Regions from separate parts of the Zea mays genome. Here region 2 is linked to region 1. The links are chromatin contacts, called in public Hi-C maps. All regions are on one chromosome and are shown on one strand. Each heading gives the region's core, a stretch centred on a gene start, on an enhancer-like site or on the middle of the called end of the contact. The rest is flanking DNA. Distances are from core to core; before and after follow the strand shown.

Region 1 (5,827 bases), core at 2,195-4,694:
AAATCTTAGTGAGTCAATTAGTATATTAGATTGATGCAATAGCATCTGACACATGATTTTTTTTTTTGCAAGGCGTGAAATTTATGTTCAATAAAATTGATGTGCAAAGTCCTGACAAGGAGTGCTATTTTTGCGTAAAGCTTGTTGAAGGAAGATACACATGTGAGTTACAGGTTTTTAGTTGAGGCCTTTAGTTGAGCCATCTGATAGTTGTATTAGATGTCACATAATGTTGAAATTCCTTTACTTGTTGATAACAGTAGTACAATGTGTTCCCTCTGTGGATGGCGCTGAAGAATTGGTGAAGGATCTTAACTGTAATAATGATCTTTACAAATTTGTGAGGGTCGTGAGAGACAGACTCCAGGCTGCTATAATCAGTGGTACGTCATGCTATATATTCCTATTACCTTTTTCTGTCCCATAGGAAAACTGCCTATAGTGTGGAACTTCAATCACCACATAGGTCCCAGGCTCAGGAGCAAACATGGTTTGGGTTTTGTTTCTTCGAAGTCTTTTGAACTTACATAGATATTTGGTGGTTTGTAAATGTAGCAACTAACTCATCATTATTATTCATTCAGAGCTATGGTTATGCTTTTTGCAGGAAATATGTTGTCAAGCTCATTTTGCGCTGACTTATCATCAATAACATCTTCATCATTCTCAGCGTCATCACTGGATTCCACAAGTGAAAACAACATTAATCGAAGTCAGTCAAAGAATCAGGAATGTCCAGTTAAAGGGCTAGCAAAATCACTTGCCATGTAGCAAAATCATCTGAATGTGGGAAGGAAACGGGATCTACACTTGATAGACAAGGGGATTCTCCATCTCGAGTTCCTGTTTGATCTGCCCAATAGCATTGGGATGTGGAGATCTGTACAGTAAAAGTTAAAGCACTTGTGGTGGACCCCTATGTTATGCACACTAGCAATAGCGACGATGTACAGTGTTGTCTGCTGATTGCATTTCTGACTCAAAAAACTGGCGCTGTACGTCAGTTTTGTATTACTAACAATGGTAATGTATAAGCGCTTGAGCATTTGTTTTCATCCATGTACTTCACTAAATGAGAAATCTAGAGCAGCTTGATCCCATGGTAATTTAAAGCATTTGTTGTCATATATAATGAAGTAAATGGTGAATCCAAGGACAACAGGACATCATCACTCCACATTCATAAGCATGAAGAACCAAGTAGCGAGGACATACACATTTGGATCCAAAAAAATATTGGATAGCTGCTTTAACTAAACACCAACAAAATGACCATCCTAGATAGTTGAAGAAGAAAACATTCTTATTGGATAGTAATAGTTTACGGGGTGTAACATCAGTGGTCGTAGTATCAGTCAGTCCCCCCCACCCCTTGAGGAGGTCTCCTCTTTTTTCATACACCACCACCTCGTGTTGTCCTCCAAGGAAAACAGAAGGGGCTACATTTGTAACCAAGGAACAAAAAAGATTACGCGATCACAGATGTCTCGATTCCGGCTTTGCTCGAATTCCTCACATCTTCATCCTTCTCAGCTTCCTCCCACAGCTCCGGCAGTGCTTCCTTCATGTTGTGGAGGCTTTCCAAGGCATGGTCAGCACCCTTTTTCCGCTCAGATGTTCCAACCTGGTTGGCACATTCATTCATTCATTCATCAAAGTTCTCTATAGCATCAGTATGTTTACAGGGGAGATTGCTTACCAGGACAGTACACATTCCAATTTGCTTTGCAGCTTCAATGTTCCTGAAGCTGTCATCGAACAATATCTGAAGGAAAAGGTAGCATTACTATTTAACATACAAGAAAAAGGTAGCCCTCAGATCGTCCATGACGAGCAGGTAGGTGCTTACAGTTGTCTGTGGATTAATGGAGGCGACCTTGAGAGCCTGCAGCATGGCCTCCCTTGACGGTTTGCATAGGATAGGTGATTTTGGTAGCTGCACCGCGGGCTGTGGATGAGCCAGATGCTTCATTAGATCAAAGATTTCAAGTTCCTGAGCTGGGACAGGAGGAGGAGGAGATGTCGGGTTCAGTGTCTCAAAGCACACGACTCCTTCGAAACAATCCTCAATGCCAAGCCTCTTGAGGGCCCTTGAAGCATGTGTTCTGTCACCGTTTGTGAACACCTATATAGAAACAAATACTAGAATTAAACAAAAGCCAAGCCAAGCCAGTATGGAGAAATGCCACGCCACGTACAAGTTTGCGAATGGGTAAGCTGAGGAGGATGTTCCTAAGCACAGGATCAGGCTTGATTTTGTCATAAGACAACCTCCCATGAACAAAGCTGCACAGGAATTAAGCGGGAGAACTATTAGGGAACCTGAAATGCAGATGGCAAACTTAAGAAAGCCGAATCTGAGTCCAGTACAGTACAGTACCTGTGGTAGTCATCGTAATCAAACTGGTACCCAACAGCCTATTATATTTTATTTAATAACAGAAGAGGGCAACCAAGATAGCAAGAAGCGATCAGGGCCAGGAAACAAACAAGAAAGAAGCAGTTACATATATAATTCTGGAACTGTGTAGTAGAGCACGCACCCTCAAGCCAGCCATGGTGGTTCCGTACTGCTTGTAGAGGAGGACGCATAGGTCCAAGCTTATGGCCTCGTCAACGCCGAGCTTGTGCACCATATAGTCTGTAAGAGCACCACTCTCATCAGCACGCAACAAGGAGGACATGGACTCGGGCTAGGGTGTATATGTACAATGTACTTGTACTACCTTGGATGTTCTTCTTTATGTCGGCAGCAATGCCGGAGTTGAACGGGTATAGTGTGTCATCGAGGTCTAGCAGAGGAGACAAGCAAAAGCAGCTGTTGATTGATCTGTGGTCCGTGCGATTGGCTGACGACCACGAGCGTTTTGCAATGAGGAGAGGAGGCTGTATTGTGTGTACGTACCGAAGAGGAGGCATTCGCATTTGAGGCTCTGGTCCTTGCTGTACTTGCCGTCGAGCTCCATTTCGATCCCGTGCTCTTTTTTTGTTTGGGGGATCTCTCTGGAACGGTGTGGTCTCGATCTAAGCAAAGAAGAAGTAGCAAGATCCCGGACGAAGGGGAGGGGAATGGCACACAGAATAAGTATTGTGTGTGGCGAGGAAGTGGAAGAGGAGAGATTTTTCCGTTACCAGATTAGTTTGATTTCCGCGGCGGCGGCGGCGGAAGCGGAAGCAACAGCAACAGCAACAGCGAAGGAGGAGGAAGAGGGCGACGACAACCTGCAGGCTGGGGAAGCGAGGGTGGGGGAGATCTGATCTGTTTTTTATAGGGTCCAGTCCAGTCCAGATGGCTCAAACAAAATCAGCATTGTGGTCGGTGGATTCCGCCGGCCATTGTTGGTTGATTCTTCACTTCACTTTCTTTTTTGTCAACGCACGAGGGGAGGGGAGAAGGGCACGCGATGCGTCCGTCGGTGCCTCTTCTTGTTGCCGCCGCGTGTGACGCTGCAATCGATCCACGCATCCTTCTTCCAGGACTCCTTGCGGCATGCCTGCCTGTCTGCCAACACAACACCACACTAGCAGCTCCAACCATGTCCTCAGATATTGTCAACAACTTGTGTTCTAGAGATGTCTAGCGGGAGGAGCAAGATAGAATCAGTGCACAGGTTAGTTACAGGCCAAATAGAGTACATCCCTTTCCAATACAGCTCGAAAGGAATCCACGGAAGGACCATCAGTCGTGAACATATAAAAGTAGTCACAAGTCTCGAAGCACCACTCTTTACCGTCGTTAGCACATATTTAAAAGATAAAAAAAAACTAAAATTATACACACATGAAGATTTAAACTATGATTCTTAATTCTAAACACATTTATTTATTTATTTACTATATTAACCGCGGGAGCAAAAGTAAACGCAGAGGACATCCACGTGGCTCCGTCTTCAATTCACCATCCAATTATCTTCGAACGGCCAACAGCGGCCTCACCACCACGCACTGCACGCTATGACCTTGAAGCATCGGACGCCTTCCACTTTCTTCTACACGCTGCACGTGGGTGTCCGCCGTAGCTGTATTTATGGCGACTCAAGCGAGGCCCTACTTGCACACGGCGCGCGAGCGACGCGGCCACGCCACACACCCCTTGCTTTCCTCCACGATGCGGTCGGACACCGCGACCACCCGCATGGCAGCCTCCGTGGCCTACCTGTCCGCTCTCCGCAGCAAGGACGCCACAGTCTCCGCGGGTCCGAGCCAACACATTCTTGTCGTGTACACATCGTCGTCGGAGAGGAAAGTCGCGAGCTTTCGGAGCGGGAGGCAGGATCAGCGACCTAGCGGAGGAGCTCGGTCGCCGTCGTGGCCGTGGACATCCAACTAGATGGGGGCATCAGAACAGGTTGGGCACCTTCACCTCCAGCCTCCAGGCACTGCTACTTCGCCGAAAGCCGCCCGTTCATCTCACACCTCCTATGGATCGATTTGTGGATTTCTGGCTTACACAGCAATGCAGTGGGCAATGGCACTACGACAGACAAAGAGAAGTGCAAGAGAGAAGTGGGAGGTCGCCTCCATTAATGCCTGGCCTCTTGCGAGTAGCACTATAGTCCCACTACGCTTCAACCTGCTAGGAGCTCAAATACAATTAATCGACTGGTTCCCACCATTTTAAGAAAGTATTTAACAACAAAATTATTTTATTTCTTTAGATATTTCAACTTATTTTAACCAATAAAGAAAAAAAAGTTTAGTGTTCGATACACCAACAACTTGGTAATATAGCTATTTTGCAGACAAATATATACAAGCATTAAAAAAGGTACAGATTTAACTTTTCTTTGAAGTCAGAAAATAATAAGCTTCGTATTTACCACTATGCGAAACCCATACAGACCCAAGAAAGGAGCACTACATATTAGGAAAGAGGATAATGATCTCCATAAAGATTAGACATAATCGTAGAAGGCATTGCATATTTTGTTATTTTTATCTGGATTGTGCGCCCTTTAAGACCAATATTTTATTGTATTAAGAAATTTGTATATCTATGGTTGATTCGCTGTCAGTACGTAGCTGAAGAAACACACTTCAAAGTATCATTATTTTGTTCCTATTAATGCCGATATTTTGTTGTTTCGATGCATGTATATATCCACTCAGCTCTATGTAAACAATACTATAGAAATATAACATCTAGGCTGATGATGCTTCTATATTTGTAGGCTAAAATGTTCTACTACTAAAGATAGTTGTCTGTTAAGATAATTCACCTCAATATATATTCACATATATTGCTGCTCATATATATCTAAAACGAATATTTTTAACGGTGTAAACCAATTAATCAAACACCCGCGCAAGGCTAGAACAATCTTAGCTAGTCAAACACAATATTATGATTGTTATGGTATTGTACAACTATTTTCCTTTTGCGCGCATCGGTCAGTGATTGATACAGAAATTCAACACAATCTGTGCATATGGAGTCAGCATCACCATAAAATGGAGGGCTCTTGATGCCTCATACCAAAACGGCACGATCAACTGATGTGGTCCTAAACATGCTACTAGGTATGTGCCCGTGCGTTGCAACGGAAGTAAAAAGTTGTATGCAACATAAATATGGAATGACAAACATCACTATGATATGCAAATTTTGTGTGGCAAACATTATCAAATTATTCCTATTATTACCGGAGCATCACCCGAGATGCCCTCAAGCGAGTTGAAAATGTGCTGCTTGTCAGGGGTTGGCCTCGGACGAGTCTTGACTGCCTGTCTCGCCCGGGGGATGGCCTCGGGCGAGTCGTGACCATATCTCTCGTTTGAGGATGGTCACCTCGAGTGAGTCATGACTGTGTCTCCTGCTCGAGGATAG
Region 2 (6,055 bases), core at 1,995-4,494, 140 kb after region 1:
GAGGGGGGGTGAATAGGGCGAAACTGAAATTTACAAAAATAATCACAACTACAAGCCGGGTTAGCGTTAGAAATATAAACGAGTCCGCGAGAGAGGGCGCAAAACAAATCCCAAGCAAATAAGGAGAGTGACACGCGGATTTGTTTTACCGAGGTTCGGTTCTCGCAAACCTACTCCCCGTTGAGGAGGCCACAAAGGCCGGGTCTCTTTCAACCCTTCCCTCTCTCAAACGGTCCCTCGGACCGAGTGAGCTTTCCTTCTTCTCAATCAACCGGGAACAAAATTTCCCCGCAAGGGCCACCACACAATCGGTGCCTCTTGCCTCGGTTACAATCGAGTGTTGATCACAAGAGCACAAGAGAAAGAAAGAATGCGATCCAAGCGCAAGAGCTCAAAAGAACACGGCAAATCACTCTCACTAGTCACTAGGGTTTTGTGTGGAATTGGAGAGGATTTGATCTCTTTGAATGTGTCTAGAATTGAATGCCTAGCTCTTGTAAGTGGTTGAGAAGTGGAAAACTTGGATGCAATGAATGGTGGGGTGGTTGGGGTATTTATAGCCCCAACCACCAAAAGTGACCGTTGCTGGCAGCCTCTGTTCGATGGCGCACCGGACAGTCCGGTGCACACCGGACAGTCCGGTGCCTCTGCCACGTCACCATTGCCGTTGGATTTCGACCGTTGGAGCTTCTGACTTGTGGGCCCGCCTGGGTGTCCGGTGCACACCGGACATGTACTGTTTGATGTCCGGTGCACCGGTATGGGCGACTCTGACTTCTGCGCGCGCTGCGCGCGCATTTAATGCACCGCAGGGAGCCGTTGGCGCCGCAGGGAGCCGTTGCTCCGCTGGCACACCGGACAGTCCGGTGCACACCGGACAGTCCGGTGAATTATAGCGGAGCGGCTGCCGCGCGAACCCGAGGCTGGCGAGTTCAGGAGGCCGAGCTTCCTTGGAGCACCGGACATGTCCGGTGCACACCGGACAGTCCGGTGAATTATAGCGCGCCGGCTTCCGAGAATTCCCGAGAGTGAAGAGTTGGAGTCTGAGTCCCCTGGTGCACCGGACAGGTACTGTTCACTGTCCGGTGGCACACCGGACAGTCCGGTGCGCCAGACCAGGGGTGCCCTCGGTTGCCCCTTTGCTCCTTTATTGAATCCAAAACTTGGTCTTTTTATTGGCTGAGTGTGAACCTTTTACACCTGTATAATCTATACACTTGGGCAAACTAGTTAGTCCAAAGATTTGTGTTGGGCAATTCAACCACCAAAATTATATAGGAACTAGGTGTAAGCCTAATTCCCTTTCAATCACCGTTCTCCGGCATACCAAGATGGTTGCCTTCGTCGGGACCCCCTAGATCGACGTGGAAACATTCACGACTTGGGCCGCAGTCCTCGTCGTCGAGGCTGCGGCTACCGTCGGAATAGTCGGAAAGGCAGTAGCCGCATGCGACCATAAAGTCCCGCATGGCACTGGGGTTACCAAGTCCGGAGAAATCCCAACTAAAGTCGGGCTCATCATCTTCCTCGGAACCCGAGGGCCCGTAGGTCGAGACGGTCGTCAGCCGGTCCCAGGGTGACCACATACGATACCCCAGAGGGTTTGGACTCGCCTCTATGAGAGCGTCCACCAAAGCGAAGTCGCTTGGTGGATCGAGGCTGAATCCAAAAGGCACGAGATGGGAATCGGTCGGTACCTAACAATGGCGGCTGTGCCATTTCCAGCACAAGGGAGTAAGTCGACCAGCAGGCGAGGGTGCAGATGAACGGTGACTGGAGCAGCGCCGGGAGACGGGCGGCGCGGCGGGGCAAAAGAAAAGAGTGAGAAGGAAGAAGACACTGACCCCGGGAAAGAGAGACGTTGCAGGTATATGGGCTCCAAACGAAGACCGTGAACGGGAACCAACCTTTTTTATTTTAGTCTTTTTTGCGTTTTTTTCATAACTATATCATTTATAGTTTCATTTTAAAAAATGACTCCAACCTCGGCGTCATCATCGGCGCCGAGGTAACGCACAGCGACGTCAGTATTATTGGCGCCAACTTTTCCTACATAGCAGGCGATGTGGCATTTCTGGTGGAAACCATTTTTTGTTCAAAAATTCGATTGTGTTAGCCTTCGTTATTATTGAAAATAGTCGTTCATGTCTATTTTCGACAAAAATAGGGGTTGTGTGGCCATTGATCATTAACCAGAGGCTCGTACACCTCACACCACATATGTTTCCTTGTCATAGATCACATTCTTGGATTTCTGTTGGAGACCATTTCTTGGTCAAAAATCTGTAGGTATTAGCCTTCGGTATTATTGAAAATGGTCGTTCATGGCTATTTTCGTCAAAAATGGAGGTTGTGTGGCCATTGATCATTGACCAGATGTTTGTACACCTCACCGCACACATGTTTCCTTGCGATAGATCACATTCTTGGATTTCTAGTGCAGACCATTTCTTGGTCAAAAATCCGTACGTGTTAGCCTTCGGTATTATTGAAAATGGTCGTTCATGGCTATTTTCGATAAAAATGAGGGTTGTGTGACCATTGATCATCGACCAGAGGCTCATACACCTCACCGACATATGTTTCCTTGCCATAGATCACATTCTTGGATTTCTGGTGGAGAAGATTTCTTGGTCAAAAATCCATAGGTGTTAGCCTTCGGTATTATTGAAAATAGTCGTTCATGGCTATTTTTAACAAAAATGAGGGTTGTGTGGTCATTGATCATCGACCAGAGACTCATACACCTCACCCCACATATGTTTCCTTGCCATGGACAATGGTCACACAATCCAGGTACGACAAGATCTATGACGTCGACCCCTGAGACTTGCCACATCGTCTGTCACGTAGAAATAGTTGACGCCAATTATATCGGCGCCACTATGCGTTACCTCGGCGTAAATGATGATGACGTCGAGGTTGAGATCCATTTTTTGAAATGAATATGTAAATGATATAATTGTGCAAAAAAAAACTCAAAAAAGCTAAAATGCAAAAAAAAAAAAAGTTGGGAACGGGAACGGAAGGAAGGCCACGACCGAAAGGAAGAAATTGCTAATGGTGTTCAGTGGAGTCCAATGCCATATCTTTAAAGTCTCGACCATTATAGTACCGTGTTTGCAATTGGCGCCTGGCGGTGCCGTGCGTGCGAAGCCCATTAAAGCCGGTGCCATGCTTGCAAAAATCTAATTGAAGAGAGTCTAATGTTGGGGGTTGCATGAATAAAAAAAACTCGTTTATTCCCCAACCATCCTCTCTTCCTCGCCGCAAAGCCCCTAAACCTCCACCTCCAACGGCGGCGCTTCCCCCTCTCCGCCGTCTCCTGGCCCTCCGCGGCCACCGACGCCTCCTCTCCACACCCGCCGCCTCATCCAACAACCGCCTTTCCCCAGAGGCCGTGCTCTACAACATCCACAGCCTCTCCAAGGACCCCTCCCAAGCGCTCGCCGTCTTCCGCCGCTCCGTCGCCGCCGGCCAGCCAGTTGGCTCCGCGGCATACAACCTCATGCTCCGCACCCTCGCCTCCCACCCCTCTGCGCAGCGCCATTTCTGGCCCTTCCTCCGCGAGATGCAGGAGGCTGGCCACTCCGTCGACCAGGGCACCTACCTCGCTGCTCTCGCCTCCTTCAAGAAGGCCAGTCTCACCGCCGACTATGCCTCCCTCACCGCGCATTACGACAAGTTCCGGAAAGGTGCCAAGTCCGCCACCGCGGCGGCGGAGGCGGTCCGGGACCACGACGCCGCGGGCCTCGATAGCAGGCTCTCCGCCATCGGTCTCCTTCCGCTTACGGAGACCTCCGTCACCACGGTGCTCCGAGAGCTGAGGGAGCATCCGATTAAGGCTCTCGCCTTCTTCAGATGGGCTGGGCGGCAGCAGGGGTACACGCACAGCTCCGTGGCCTACAATGCCATGGCAAGGGTGCTCGGCAGGGAGGAGTCAGTGCCGGAGTTTTGGGACTTGATCCGGGAAACAAAGGCTGCTGGGATGCACGTCGATATCGACACTTACCTCAAGCTGTCCAGGAACTTCCAGAGGCGCCACATGGTCCGGGAGGCTGTGGAGCTATATGAGCTCATGATGGATGGCCCTTTCAAGCCAGCACAGCAGGATGGACCCATCATCATCAGGCGCATCTCGATGGGGCCGTCGCCAGATCTTGAGCTTGTCAATCGGGTTGTCAACAAGTTTGAGGCTGTCTGGGGCGTCAAGACCAAGGAGTTGCTTGATGGGGTCCATAGGGCGCTTACACGTAATGGGATGTTCGATGAGGCTGCAGAGATTGTGCAAACAATGAAGGCCCAAGGCCACCAGCCGGACAATGTTACATATAGCCAGTTGGTGTATGGTCTTTGCAAGGCTGACAAGCTGGAGGATGCTCGCAAGGTGCTCGATGAAATGGAGGCTGAAGGGTGTGTCCCAGATTTGAAGACTTGGACCCTGTTGATCCATGGTTGCTGTTTAGCTGGGGATGTGGATAGAGCTGTGCAATACTTAACCGAGATGATCGAAAAGGGCTTGGACGCAGATGCCAATTTGCTGGATGTGATATTGAAAGGTCTATGTAGCCATGAAAAGGTCGAAGAGGCTTACTCTTTCTTTATTGAGATGGTGGATAAGACTGAGTTGAGGCCTTGGCAAGGCACTTGCCAGCATCTAATTAATGACTTGCTGAGGGTAAACAAACTTGAGGAGGCACTGTCTCTTCTGAAGACAATGAAAACCTGCAAGTTCCCACCTTTCGCCGATCCATTCCCTCCTTACATTGCCAAGTATGGAACGGTTGAAGATGCAAGGAACTTTTTCAAGGCCATGACAGTGAATACTTCTCCAGAACCTGTTGCCTACCTGCATGTTCTCAAGTTGTTCTTTGCGGAGGGAAGATATTCTGAAGCTCAAGATCTACTGTATGGATGCCCTAATCACATCCGCAAGCACCCCGATGTCATTAAACTGTTTGGATCAATAAAAGTTGAGAGTGCCTCTGCTTCTAGATTGGGTTCAAGCAAGCAATAGTTGGTGAGATTATGATGAACCCTTAGGTTTGCATGCTAGCTAGCTTTATGTTTTTAAGTAGCCTTGGTATTGGGTACTTTTAACAAATGATCCATCTTTTAATGATATATGGTTCAACTAAGTCGAATTTCAGTATATGCCACTCCCAGCCCATAATCTGCTGGCATATTCCCCTATAACTTAGCTTCAGAGGAAGGTGCCAACTGGCACGTCCTTGAAACTGTTGTTTTTCGTCATTGTTCCTACTTGCTAGTATCGTTGCAACTATGCTGATGGATTTTCCTTCAAAATGCATCAAAGCATTTGCTAAGAGTTTGAACACCATGTTTGTTATACTGGCGATTATCAATGTCAGGAGCTCTGAAATGCAAGTGCTTTGACAAATAAGATTATATGATCGCATCCACCAGCAGCATTTCTTAATATTGCTACTTGCCTCAAATATTTGATCTGGTGTGATGTCTGATGCATTTTAACATGACAATTTTACTGAAAATAAAAATTCTGTGGAGTTACAGCTCTGCGTGTCCAGAACCTTGGCAGGTGCTGTATGCTTTAATGATATTTGATTTATTGGAGTATCCATATGAGCATGTCAAGACTCTTCAACTTGGAGAAATTTGCTATTATGGAGATCCTCACGTGCGGCTTCGACGTTTTGGAGGCGTAGGCGAGGAATTAGCTAATATGGAAAAGCAGGGAATAGACCACCCGCTAAAACGAACAAGAACACTCTATTACTTGGTAACCTCTTTGATTAAAACCATGAATACTCACGTCGTCTACATCCGTTACCTCTCTCCTAGCAGCCGTTATTCTTTTCTCCTCTTCTCTTCCTACGCAAATTTCTCTGGAATGCAGCAGTCGTCTTCCTCGTCCTTGCAACAGCCGCTAGCCCAAGCTCCATAGCCGTTCCTCCCTGCGCGCGCGTCTCTATCTTTCTCCCTGCTGTGTTCTCTCTCCAGCATCCAGCTTCTCCTACGCACGGCTCTAGCTCCACGCTCGCCCTCTCTAGTTCTCCCACGGGAGCACGCCTGC

Evidence for each region. A called contact is a pair of places that touch in the nucleus more often than the background predicts.
Region 2: a Hi-C map of ear shows a contact between it and region 1, with 2.2 times the contacts expected there. The contact joins the promoter of LOC100193771 here to the promoter of LOC100283872 in region 1. A contact is called at or near these places in 2 of 25 Hi-C or Micro-C datasets (ear and tassel).

Annotation. Positions count from the first base shown.
Region 1 is chr8:162,821,400-162,827,226 of Zm-B73-REFERENCE-NAM-5.0, forward strand. LOC100283872 reads right to left here and starts at 3,445. Exons shown (of 9, transcript NM_001156770.2): 1 at 3,133-3,445; 2 at 2,906-3,024; 3 at 2,727-2,792; 4 at 2,544-2,641; 5 at 2,381-2,418; 6 at 2,199-2,286; 7 at 1,850-2,125; 8 at 1,700-1,765; 9 at 1,147-1,624. The coding sequence starts at 2,966. The coding sequence ends at 1,469. It overlaps LOC100382442, which reads left to right and starts at 4,105. Exons shown (of 1, transcript NM_001175184.1): 1 at 4,105-5,161. The coding sequence starts at 4,331. The coding sequence ends at 4,621. LOC100280185 reads left to right here. Exons shown (of 7, transcript NM_001153117.2): 5 at 73-162; 6 at 261-383; 7 at 608-1,055. The coding sequence ends at 771.
Region 2 is chr8:162,963,151-162,969,205 of Zm-B73-REFERENCE-NAM-5.0, forward strand. LOC100193771 reads left to right here and starts at 3,245. Exons shown (of 2, transcript NM_001328518.1): 1 at 3,245-5,020. The coding sequence starts at 3,509. The coding sequence ends at 5,017.